Regions from separate parts of the Mus musculus genome. Here region 1 is linked to region 2. Evidence: chromatin contacts called from public promoter capture Hi-C data. All regions are on one chromosome and are shown on one strand. The core of a region is the stretch at or near the end of the contact, and the rest is flanking DNA. Distances in the headings are between cores, read along the strand shown.

Region 1 (6,776 bases), core at 492-2,991, 110 kb before region 2:
TCCCACTACCTTACACTCAGACACCAGCTCTGGCCAAGGCAGCAGCCCCTGCCTCAGCTGGGACTCCACCTGTGCCTGTGACCTTGCCCAGGGGACCTGCACATGTGTTCCCATGCTGCCTTTGCTTGCAGGACCTGCACATGCATTTCCACCCTAGGGGATTCTCCCAGCAGAGCCAGTGGTTTCTGAACTGACTCTATTCCCGCCCATGTATCCCTCAGAGGGAGTGCCCCAGGTTTCAATAGTATCCACCTCGGGATGGAGGGAGGTCCAGCTCAAGGGAGCAGGCTTGTCATGGCACTGGCCAAGGCTGTAGAACCAGAGGCAGAATCCACTCTTACTCCCCCCCCCCCCCCCCCAGAGCAGGGCCAGTTGATGAACAGGGAAATGAGCCCCATTGGTATTGGCCTTTTGCTACTGCTGGTCTTTACAATTGGAGAATAGAGCATTCTAGGTTCTCTGACAACCCTAAAGAGCTCATTGGTCTCTTAGACACCTCAGCCCACCTGGGATGATTGCCAACAATTGTTGCAGATTCTCTTCAGAACAGAGGAAAAGGAACGAAATCGTTCTGGAGGCTTGGAAGAACATTCCAGGCGCCAATGGCACTCCAACTCAGAACCAAGCCAATATTGATGAGGGGTTTCCTCTCAGGAGACCAGCCTGGGATTACAATATGGGGACAGGTAAGGAACGTCTCCATGTTTATCACCAGTCTCTAACAGCAGGTCTCAGGGCAGCTGCCAAGTGGTCCACTAATTTGGCTAAGGTTTATGATGTCAGGCAGAAAGATAATGAAAGCCCTGCAGAGTTCCTTGAGCGGACTATGGACACTTTCTGCCATTATACACTCTTAGACCCTGAGGAAATGGAGAAGTCTAACACAGTGTTGCTGGTGTTGATAAATCAGTCAGCACCTGACATTAGAAGGAAGTTACAGAACTTAGAAAGACCAGGGGAGAAGTCATTGAGAGGTTTGGTGGAGGATGTGGAGAAAGTGTGCCATAACAGGGAAACGAAAGAGAAAAAGAAGATCCAGGCAGGGAAGATAGTAAACAGAGATCTAGCCAAAGTCCTGCTAGCCAATGGTAACCTGGACCAGAGAGAGAGAGAGAGGAGGCGCCAGCTCCAGAACATTGCAGAGGGGAGAGAACCTGGAGGAGGCCACTGGCCAGAGCCTGGAGAAGGCTGCCAATCAGCCTTAGGTAAGAACCAATGCGCTTATTGTTGGGAGCAAGGACACTGGGCTTGAGAATGCCCAAAGAAAAAGCCCCCAAACAAGACTACAGGCACCTCCTGAGCCCAGGCTAACCCTTAGAGAGAGAGAGAGAGAGAGAGAGTGTGTGTGTGTGTGTGTGTGTGTGTGTGTGTGTGTGTGTGTGTGAAGCCTTTAGATTTCCTAGTGGATTCTGGAGCCCAACACTTAAGGCTTAAGGTGCTCACGAAGGCTTAAGGGCCATTGTCTAATAAGAAATCCTGTGTCTCAGGAGCCACAGGCATCAAACAATATTCATGGGCTATCCAAAGAACAGTGGACTTGGGGATGGGTTAAGTGTCTCATTCCTTCACAGTTATTCCTGAGTGCCCACACCCTTTACTGGGGAGAGATCTACTAGCCAAAATGAGAGCCCAGATTCATTTTGACCCTGGGGAAATTCAGCTAGCAAACTGCAACAGAAATCCAATCCAGGTGCTGACACTTGACCTGACCTCTGAGGCTGAGTATAGACTAAATGAGTCACCAGCTGCCAGCGGAAAAAGTCCTGGAGGCCTGGCTGGCAGAGTTTCCCCAGGCGTGGACAGAAACTGGAGACATGGGGTTGGCAAAACACTGACCCCCTGTATTTGTGGAGCTCAAGCTGGGAGCAGACCCAGCATGGGTCCAACAATATCCTATGTCCCAAGAGGCATGAAAGGGGATCACTCCCCATCCGGAAACTGTTGGCCTTGGGAGTCCTTAGGCCATGCCATTCAGCCAGGAACACCCCATTATTGCCTGTGAAGAAGCCAAAGTCCAATGACTACCGCCATGTCCAAGATCTATGGTAAGTTATCTTCAGGGTGATGGACACACATTCTAACCCTTATACTCTGTTGAGCTCTCTACCTCCAGATAGGAAATGGTATTCTGTTCTGGACCTAAAGGATGCTTTCTTCAGCTTACCTTTGGCTCCCAAGAGCCAGAAATACTTTGCCTTTGAGTGGTACGATCCTGAAAAAGACATCAATGGACAACTCACCTGGACTCGCCTGCCTTAAGGCTACAAGAATTTACCCACTATTTTTGATGAAGCTCTGCATGAGGACCTGGGTGATTACAGAGTCAATAGAGCAGATATAACCCTTGTGCAGTATGTAGATGACCTTTTAATTTTAGCAGAAACCGAAGAGGGATGCAAGGAAGGGACCCAGAATCTTCTACAGGCTCTGGGGAACATGGGATATCGGGCGTCTGCCAAGAAGGCACAGCTCTGTAAGACTGAGGTCACCTCTCTTGGCTATATTCTAAAGGAGGGCCAGCGGTGGCTTTCTACAGCAAGAAAAGAGACCATTCTCAGCATACCCAACCCCTAGAGCCCAAGACAGAGAAGAGAGTTCTTGGGGTTCACAGGCTTTTGCAGACTATGGATTCCAGGTTTCGCAGAAATAGCCACCAGAGAAGTCAAAGACTTTGTTTGGACTCAAGATCATCAAAGGACTTTTGAGAGAATAAAGTAGGCCCTGCTGTCGCTCCTGCTTTGGGGCTACCAGACATCACTAAACCATTTCACTTATATGTTGATGAACAGAAAGGAATAGCTAAAGGGGTCCTGACTCAAACTTTTGGACCATTGAAATGGCCTGTGGCTTATTTGTCAAAAAAAATTAGAACCAGTGGCAGCAGGATGGCCACCTTGCCTGCATATCATTATGGTTATGGCATTACTGGTTAAAGATGCAGATAAATTGACTTTGGGACAAAATTTAGCCATGACTACCCCCCAAGCAATAGAAGGGGTACTCAAACAGCTACCTGACAGATTGCTCAGTAATGCCCGCATGACTCATTATCAGACCTTACTAATCAATCCTGGCTGAGTTACTTTCCAGCTGCCTGCTTCCTTAAATCCTGTGACCCTTCTCCCTGACCCTGACCCTGACCTGAACCACCTGCTCCACCAGTGCAGTGAAATCCTAGCACAAGTACACAGTACTTGACCTGACCTAAAGGACTCACCTCTCCCAGGAGCAGAGTGGACTTGGTTCACAGATGAAGCAGTTTCATTTGAGAGGGTTGCAGAAAAGCAGGATCAGCAGTGACCACAGAAACGGAGGCAATTTGGATCTAGTCTCTTTACCCAGGTCCCTCAACTCAAAGGGCTGAACTGATAGCGCTATCCCAGGCCCTTATCATGGGAAAAGGGCTAGCCGTCAACATCTTTACAGATAGCCGGTTGTCTTAGTCAGGGTTTCTATTCCTGCACAAACATCATGACCAAGAAGCAAGTTGGGGAGGAAAGAGTTTATTCAGCTTACACTTCCACATTGCTGTTCATCACCAAAGGAAGTCAGGACTGGAACTCAAGCAGGTCAGGAAGCAGGAGCTGATGCAGAGGCCATGGAGGGATGTTACTTACTGGCTTGCTTCCCCTGGCTTGCTCAGCCTGCTCTCTTATAGAACCCAAGACTACCAGCCCAGGCATGACACCGCACACAATGGGACCTCCCCACTTGATCACTAATTGAGAAAAAGTCTTACAGCTGGATCTCATGGAGGCATTTCCCCAACTGGAGCTCCTTTCTCTGTGATAACTCCAGCCTGTGTCAAGTTGACACAAAACCAGCCAGTACAATTGATTCCTTGTCAACTTGGACACACAAACACATCACTATTAAGCCTCAACTTTTACTTTCTTATTCATCCTCAAGACCTAAATAACTTTAAAAGTTCCAAGTCTTTGCAAATTCTTAAAATTTCAATCCCTTTAAAATATCCAATTTCTTTTAAAATTCAAAGTTATTTATTTATTTATTTATTTATTTTACAATGAAAAAATTAACTGTGGGCTCCACTAAAATACTTTCTTCCTTCAAGAGGGAAAAATATCAGGCTGGCGAGATGGCTCAGCAGGTAAGAGCACTGACAGCTTTTTTGAAGGTCCTGAGTTCAAATCCCAGCAACCACATGGTGGCTCACAACCACCCATAATGAGATCTGACACCCTCTTCTGATGCGTCTGAAGACAGCTACAGTGTACTTAATGAATAAATATTTAAAAAAAAAGAGGGAAAAATATCAGGGCACAGTCACAACCAAAAAGCAAAATCAGACTCCAACTGTCCAATGTCTAGGATCCACTCACGATCTTCTGGATTCCTCCAAGGGCTTGGGTCACTTCTCCAGCCATGCCCTTTGTAGCACACACCTTGTCTTCTAGGTTCTGGCTGCCTGTACTCCACTGCTGCTGCTGCTCTTGGTGGTCACCTCATGGCACTGGCATATCTAAAACACTGCTGTTTTCTGCTGTAACTTGGCTTTACCAATAGCCTCTCATAGGCTCTCTTCATGGTGCCAAGCCTCAACTCCTTTGCATGACCCCTTCAGTCCTGGGTCATCATTTGCAACTGAGGCCACACATTCACCAGTGACCTTCCTTGGCCTCTCACAGTGTCAAGTCTCAGCTGTTCTCCATGACCTCTTCATGCCTTCAAAATCAGTACCATCTGGGTGACTCTTACACATTACCAAGCCCAGCCACAGCACAAGGTACAATCTTGCCTATCTCTGTAACACAGCCTCTTTGTGCTTTCATAAAACACTTCCCAGAAGATTTCACCTCAATGATGCTGGTCTCTTCTTAATCACTGCTAATTTCTGAGCTCCAGCTAACCAGTATCAATAGTCCCTGTAACACAAAGGTTTGCTTTAGTAGTTCTGGTATCTTGTTAATCACAGCTGATTCTTCAGCCCCAGCTAACCAGAACCATAGAATCTTCACTATCAAAATAGCAACTGCCCTGATAAGAGTCTTTAAGCTTCCCTCTGAAATTTCACAAGCCAGGCCTCCATCTTCTGCACTGTTCTCAACATTATCTTCCAAGCTCCTACACAACATCCCATAGAGCTCTTAACACTGATTGGATCTTCTAACCTAAAGTTCCAAAGTCCTTCCATAGTCCTCCCTCCCCAAAACATGGTCAGGTTGTCACAGAAATACCCCACTATGCTGGTACCAGTTTGTCTTAGTCAGCATTTCTATTCCTGCACAAACATCATGACCAAGAAGCAAGTTGGGGAGGAAAGGGTTTATTCAGCTTTCACACTGCTGGTTCATCACCAAAGGAAGTCAGGACTGGAACTCAAGCAGGTCAGAAAGCAGGTCAGGAAGCAGGAGCTGATGCAGAGACCATGGAGGGATGTTCCTTACTGGCTTGCTTCCCCTGGCTTGCTCAGCCTGCTCTCTTATAGAACCAAGACTACCAGCCCAGGCATGGCACCACCCCTTGGGCCCTTCCCCGCTTGATCACTAATTGAGAAAAAGCCTTACAGCTGGATCTCATGGAGGCATTTCCTCAACTGAAGCTCCTTTCTCTGTGATAACTCCAGCCTGTGTCAAGTTGACACAAAATCAGCTAGTATATCGTTATACATTTGCAACTGTTCATGTATATGGAACCGTATACCAGAAGAGAGGGCTCCTAACTGCAGAAGGAAAAACTATCAAAAACAGAGGTGAAACCCTATAATTACTCGATGCCCTCTGGCTGCTGATTAGAGTGGCGATCATACACTGTCCAGGTCATCAGGAAGGAATCATGGCAGTGGCTAGAGGTAACTATTTAGCTACCAAAGCTGCCAAAGAGGTGGCCTTAGAGGAAACAGCTGCGTCTGTGTTAGCTGTGACTTTACCAGAACCACTAACCCCAACCTGCCTGAATGTCCAGTCTATACGGAAGAAGAGATCAAGTGGATCAAGAATCAGACCGTGGGGTGGTGTTCAGAGGGCTGATGGCAGATGGCTAAAGGTAAGCTAATACTACCCATCTCCCTAGCAAGATCTATCCTTAGGAAAACCCATAGAGTCACTCATATGGGAGTGAGACGGATGGCAGACACAGTGAGACAATCTAAAGTGACTTTCAGAAACATGCAGCATACTACTGAGAACACAGTGTCAAGCTGCAAAGCTTGTCAACTGACCAACACCCACAACACTGCCAAACATCCAGGCTCTCGTCTGCGAGGTGAGAAACCGAGGGCCTACTGGGAAGTTGATTTTACAGACGTCAAAAAGGCGAAGTATGGCTACAAAGTACTTACTGGATACCTTCTCCAGATGGACAGAGGCATTCCCAACAAAGACTGAAACTCCACAGGTAGTAGCTAAGAATTTGCTGGAAGATATCCTACCTAGGTATGGATTCCCTCACATCATAGGGTCAGACAATAGACTGGCATTCGTATCCAAGGTGAGCCAGGGTGTAGCAAGATTTATTGAGGCAGATTGGAAATTACATTGTGTGTACCGACCCCAAAGATCAGACAGGTAGAAAGGATGAATAGGTAGTTAAGAGAGGCCTTGACCAAATTAGCCATGGAAACTGACAGGGACTGTGTGACACTCCTTTCCTTTGCCTTATATTGGCTCTCCTTACTGGATGTGGTTGACCACCTTTGAAATCATGTATGGTATCCCTGCTCCTATCGTGCCTAACTTTCAGTCAGCAGCTATTGCAGAGTTAGAAGATGATGAATTAACAACTAAGGTCAGAGCCACCCAGTGGGCTCGCGAGCA
Region 2 (6,500 bases), core at 3,546-6,045:
CTCAAAAAAACGGAAACAAACAAAACAAAATGTCAGAAAACCCAAAAAGGAATAACTTAAGTTACAAGAAAACAAAAAGATCATGAAGGTATCAGTTTGGGCATCTTCATTTAGATGTTAGACATTACATTCTTACCTTTGTCCGGACTTTACATTAGGATGTATGGTCCAGCACTGAGGTTCACGGAACCCTCAGTAGTTCTGAGAAGGTAAATGACTAATCCATTTCCAAGATACTTAAACCAACTCAGAAGGGAAGTGACAGCTTTAGTGTAGGGTGTACTGTACACCCTCATGGATATAGGCCTTATTGGCTTATTTATTAAACTGTTTTGGGAAAAGCTTCTAGGCTTGATGGCAGATCATAGATCATTTGGTTCTTTGACATACTGCTATGGTTATTTATATCCTATGCTTTCTGCTTTTTTAAACTTTTTTATTTTTATAGAATCAGAAACTATGACTTTTGATTCCTACTACCTTTTTTTTTTAAGTTGTGGAAAATAGCATACTTGCAGAGAAGAAAATAAAACATTGTAGTTTCATAAATAATGGTAAAGCAAATACCCTAAAGTTATTGTCCAGGTCAGAAATAATACTATGCATAAGCAGAAATATACTATATAAAAGTCAATTTCTTTAGGACAAAAACCAAACAAACAAAAAAAGCCAAACAAAGCAAACCAAAGCCCTAAGTCCCGATGCTCCACAGATGTTCACTTCTTATCGCCTTGTTCCAGAATGATAGTGACCTTTTCTCCACTGAGTTACTCACAGGCAGACATGGTGGCTCACACCTGGACGTCTAGGAATCTGGGGGCCTAGTTGAGACAGGAGAACTGGGGTGAGTCTGAGGCCAGTCATGGCAACATAATCAGTTCCAGGCCAGTGGAGGCTACAGAGTGAGACCCTGGATTACAGAAACATCCTAAAATAAAAGAGTTATAGTCACTGTCCTGATTTTAGTGGTCATTTCTCTGTATTTTGACCTTCCTGGCATAAATTCCTAAACTAAATGTATTGTGAATGTGTGCGTGTGTGTGTGTGTGTGTGTGTGTGTGTGTGTGTGTGTGTGTGTGTGTGTGTAGGGTCTTACTGTGTCATCCAAGCTGACTCGATCTCATTTTCCTTCTATCCTAGCTTTCACGGTGCTGGGACCATAGGTTGCTCCACTTGTCCAGCTTTTATGAATTTTGTCTTTTAGATTATAGATTGCTTAAGATCACATATCAATTAGACAAAGTCATAGAAGAGTGTTCAATTAATTTAAACACACAAACTTTTTAAGAATTCAATTAAATACAGTTGCTGTATGAATTACTACTGTCCAGGTACTTAAGCAAGTGTTGAGGCTTGCGACTGATTTGCTGTGGCCTCTCTTTCCTCTGCCTGTCAGTGTGCACCAGTGGTCTTCTTTGAAGTGATTTAGCCACCTTCTAAATACAGCTTTCAATGTTGTAATGCTCTTCCTCTTCCTCCCCAGCGTGGGTGGGCTCGCTGTCCATGGGCATGATCTTCTTCTGCTGCCCCATCGTGAGTGTCTTCACGGACATGTTCGGCTGCCGGAGAACAGCTGTTGTGGGGGCAGCTGTGGGATTCATTGGACTCATGTCCAGTTCTTTTGTAAGGTAAGGACGTGGCCGCCACTTCACGTTGTTCTTGAGCCTTCCAGGTTCAAACTTCGCTGTTTACAAAGAGAATCCCCTTAAAATCTTAACATTCCATAGATCAGCAGTATGCCAGAGGCTAAACATTTAATTCATTTGCCTGCAGGGGCCAATTTAGATGTCAGGATGTATGTGTTCACTGGAGCCAAGAAAAATGTGTTTCCATTTGTCTTAATCTATTTATGTAAACCCATAAAGGAAACTATTTATATTTGTGAGTTATCTAAACTTGTGGCTTGAGTTTAAAGTCACTGCCATCTTAGATCTAAAGGGTTGAGTAAGTGATATTTAAAGTAATAAGCTTGATAGGAAAATTTATTGATGAGAATAAGGTCTTTTAAATCAGTGCCAACCCAGATAGAGAATTCCAGTCTATGGTTTAAGAAAATAATAAAAATAATAAAAATTTAAAAATATTAAAACATTTTAATATCATGACAAAATGAGGTGGTTAAATATTCTTGAAAACTTAATGTCATAAACTACATCTATTAGAAGAAAAGATGCAGGCCTCCAAAGACACTAATGACAGGACACGCTGTGATGTTCAGAGCTCTTGTCCTCAGTTCTCTTTGTGGCTCTGAGAATTTCAGTTAGAGGAACACTGGTGTACTCTGCCACACTGGTTGGTAGCAGGGGCCATTAGCAAGGAGAAGCCCAAAGACCATTCTCCAGCTGGGGCTTATCTTGCCTCTCCCCCATGCCTACCCTCGTGTTCCTTAGTTGAAAACCATGATGTAGTCCTTGGTGGCAGTCAGAAGGAATCCAGCTTGTAGAGTTGCCCTGCTTTCTAAGTTTCTTCTTATTTATTCAGAGGCATGCTTAGCTTCTCATGTCACTCCGTACACACACAGCTCTTCCTCAGTCTAAGCAAGCAGCTAGCATTTGTACTTTTCCCTTCAAATTCTACTCAGGTTCCTTCAAATTATACTTATTAGCAGCATAAGAAGGTTTTCATCTTTAAAGAGCCTTTCTGAGGGCTTCTAAACCTCCTGTATAAAAAGGAAAGTTTGTTTGAGATTCTGTAGGTACTCATGTACTGGACCTATAGCTTTGCCTCTCCTGAGGGCTTGGAGAGACTGCTAGGAGGAAAGGCTCAGAGCCTGCTCTCCAGCTGGATATTGTAACCAGTGTGTGCCTCTCCTTCTTCTGTCTCCATATCTCAAAGCCCAGGAGAAGCATTTCCAGAGACCACATTGACCTTGATATATGTAATATCCTCGCATGACTCAGTTTCGTTGTTTAACCTGATAGTGAAAGGCTGTCAGACCATCACAGAGTGTCACAGAGAGAGTGTAAGCTACCAGTGTCAGGTGGCAGGTCCACTTTTCCTGTGACTCTTCTTCTGCCTTCTAGGGAGCCTTCTCTAGCACACTGGTCACAGCAGTGTCCTGGCTCTGAGTCCTTGTAATCGTACTGACTTACACTACAGTTAGATGTCCAATCTCAACCACTGAAAGCAGCTGTTTGTCCTGAGGACAGACATGAGTGACAGAGGTTCTAGGAGAACAGTGACACAAAGGTTCACAAGAAGATGCGAGGCCAATCTCAGTAAGTGCATGAGATTTCAACTCATTCTCCAAAGACTGCTTCTGCTATATGCACATGCCCATCTGGCTTCATCATCTCCGTATTGTGAAGTTCCTCTAGCACTTGATATTTGTGATAATAATGCTATCAATACTGCTTCTAATATATGTTTTGAGGGAGGCAGAGAAATGCACAATAGATTTTACCTTTTCTTTAAAATTGTTTTGATTTTTGAGAATTCAAGAACTTGCAATTATTTTGGAAAACTGCTTATGTGGAAAATTTCATACAGAATGAAGCATTGGGAACTCGAGGCTAATCTCTGCCATACGGTGAGAGACTTTGTCTAAAAACAAAACAGGCAACTTCCCCCTCCAACCAAAAAGAATGAAGCAGGGGCTGGAGAGATACCTCAGTGATTGAGGACATTGGCTGTTCTTGCAGAGGACCTGGGTTTGACGTCCAACAGCCGCATAGTAGCTCATAACTGTCTATAACTCCAGTCCCAGGGGATTCAGTCACTCTTCTGGCCTCATAAGTACCAGGCACACATGGAGGACGATGTGCACGCAGGCGAAGCATCCATACACACAAATGCAGTAGTAGTAATTAAGATATACTTTTAAAGTGAACCGTTACTTGTTCTGTACGATTCTTACTGGGATAGAGATAAAAGTATTTCTTTAAGCAGGCCGTGACTAACTTGAAGCCACAAACACTTTTCAACCAAGTTTCTGTTTATTGTGTCTTTTGAGTCAAGAGTAGAGATTTGGTTAGTAGTCATCAGAGTGAGGTGAGATTAATCTGGAAAGGTCCAGAAGTGACTCTTAACGGTGGCAGAGCTGGGTGTGAACGAATGGGGCGGGGGAAGGGCTTCTCAGGATTGCCAGCGTGCCTTCATTTGATCAGATCCGAGTCCATGTGATACCTCAGTATGCTGGTAAGTGAGCATTATTGTTCAAAATTTAATTATTAACCAGCTTTATCTTTCTTAGTTGGTTTTACTACTGATAAGTCGCCTTTTGAATTGACTTTGCAAAAAGAAAGAAAAGATGGCAACTTTTCACTTGATTTCCTTTAGTCCTTACCTAAATTATTTCAAAGCACATATCCCTTCACTGTCCTAAGAAATGTAGTTATTTGATTAAATTAAACATTCTTATATCCTTTACTATTCTTTTGAGACATAAGAGCTTACTATAAAAGTCTGCAGACTGAAATCACTGCTGGGCACACTTAGTTAAGTCTTAGTGCAATCGGGATGTCACTTCTTCTTATCTTGCACAATGCAATACAGGAACAGCGCAATACAGGGCAAAGGTTGGTTGGCAGCCCTGGGCCAGTGCGGGTGGGAGGAGTCCAGCTGCTCTTCAATGCAAATGTTCTTGACAAAACACTGGAAGACAGTACCAAACATAGTCTTTTCTTGGTGTATATTGCTTAGTAAGCACCTGGGATGTGCCATAAAAATAATGAGTGTACACAGTTGAAATGTAATTTAAAAGTATTATTGAGGAAGATTTTATTGTCCGTTCCTGGCAGCTCTTTTCTGAGCTGTGCAGAGCACAGTTCTTACTCAATGCTGTATATGGTTCAGTAGAAGTCCTTGGCAGGGAACAGGGGACAAGGCACTGATGACCTTAATGGTCAGTTTTCAGACATTCAGATTAAGTGAAATATTTTACTGCTGTATTCTTGATTTATTAGGCTTTTCTCCATTTTTGATTTTTATTTTCAGAGAACATTGACAAGATCTGTTTTTGCTAAGGGAATTCCTTTAAAGATTTGCTCCATATTCCATGTGTATGAGTGTTTAGCTGCAGATATGTATATTCACCCTGTGCATGGCTAGTGTCCACAGAGGCCAGAAGAGGCTATCTTTGATGCCTCTGAGGTGGAGTTATGGGATCATGAGCTGCCATGTGGGGTCTGGGAACTGAGTCCAAGTCCTCTGCTAGAGCAGCAGATGCTCCTAACAGCTGAGGCCTCTCTCCAGCCTCTCTCTGAGACTTTCTTTTACCAAGCACCATTAAGAAAAGATTAAAGCTCTGTTCTGTCTTTTTCATCTTTACACAGCTCCATCGAGCCTCTGTACCTCACCTATGGAATCATATTTGCCTGCGGCTGCTCCTTTGCCTACCAGCCGTCACTGGTCATTTTGGGACACTACTTCAAGAAGCGCCTTGGACTAGTCAACGGCATCGTCACGGCCGGCAGCAGCGTCTTCACAATCCTGCTCCCTTTGCTGTTAGGAAATCTAATCAGCAGTGTGAAGCTCTTTAACACGCTGCGGATCCTCTGCATCTTCATGTTTGTTCTCTTTCTGGCTGGCTTTACCTACCGACCTCTTGTTCCCAGCACCAAAGAGAAAGAGAGTGGGGGCAGCAGAAGCTCATTCTTCTCCAGGAGAAAGCTTAGTCCTCCAAAAAAAGTCTTTAACTTTGCCCTCTTCAAGGAGACAACCTATGCAGTGTGGGCTGCTGGGATACCACTTGCACTTTTTGGCTACTTTGTGCCTTACGTTCACTTGGTAAGTATGCATCTTTGGCTCTGTTTGTAATAAATATCATCGGGTCACAAGGGAGATCTATCCAGATGAGCAAGACATGTCAGGAAGCCTGCCCCCAGACTCTGAGAATGAAAGGTTTTTCAAACAAGAGCAGTTCCCCCATCAGACAATCAAACAAAGGGTCTAATGGTGTGCTTCAGCATTTTAAAAATCCCAAGCAAACGCAGTTTTTTAAAAGGGGAACTAAAATCTTGGAATGAATTATATCAAGGTAAGATATGTGAAATGGGTAAGATGCTGCCAAGCCTGACAGCCTGAGTTTGATGTCTGGCAGCTCCCACAGTGGGAGGCGAGAGCCAGCTCCTGAGGGCCATCCTCCAGCCTTCACTGCTGCAGCTAGGAGCCCCTCCACCACCCATTCCCCCAGGAAAGAAATGTAGCAAAAAGGTCTGATCGATCACTTCCAGAAGGAGCTTGCTGATCTCATTCAGGGATCAATTGAGTGTAATGACCTTGTTAATATTAATAATTTTGAACAGATGGATGCAGAAATTACGTAGTTAACAAAATGACAGTGACTAATACAAAGAAACATTGTATCTATTTGTGAGATATTTCTGGAAAACACGAGAATTCTCATCAGAGAAGTATTTGAGAAATGACAGGGAAAATTTCAATGAGAGAAAAGCCTTAAAATTTTATGGGAAATTAGGATTTCAAGTGCTCAAGCCTTTTCTGTCGTTTTCTTCAATGTCAACATTCATCCTGTTTATACTGAATCACCAATAAACAGC

Evidence for each region. Capture Hi-C pulls out chosen DNA fragments and counts their contacts.
Region 1: a promoter capture Hi-C map of liver shows a contact between it and region 2. The contact joins two enhancer-like sites. A contact is called at or near these places in 1 of 15 datasets of contacts at CTCF or cohesin (large pre-B cells), 14 of 484 Hi-C or Micro-C datasets (the G1E-ER4 cell line, bone marrow-derived macrophages, embryonic fibroblasts and 9 more), 7 of 115 datasets of contacts at active chromatin or transcription factors (VIP interneurons, embryonic stem cells, extraembryonic endoderm stem cells and 4 more) and 3 of 9 other capture datasets (adipose tissue, liver and pancreatic islet).

What each region holds. Positions count from the first base shown.
Region 1 is chr10:40,184,011-40,190,786 of GRCm38.p6, reverse strand. No RefSeq gene overlaps it. Among named protein-coding and RNA genes, the nearest start is that of Gm31992, 23 kb to the right of the region's middle. Within about 2 kb of position 1,741, at least 14 of the 459 cell types and tissues checked have an H3K27ac peak or open chromatin away from gene starts, as enhancers often do. A contact at or near this core is called in liver, where this site is marked.
Region 2 is chr10:40,075,791-40,082,290 of GRCm38.p6, reverse strand. It overlaps Slc16a10 (solute carrier family 16 (monocarboxylic acid transporters), member 10), which reads left to right. Exons shown (of 6, transcript NM_001114332.1): 2 at 1,484-1,628; 3 at 5,274-5,727. Among named protein-coding and RNA genes, the nearest start is that of Gm25613, 30 kb to the left of the region's middle. Within about 2 kb of position 4,795, at least 49 of the 459 cell types and tissues checked have an H3K27ac peak or open chromatin away from gene starts, as enhancers often do. A contact at or near this core is called in liver, where this site is marked.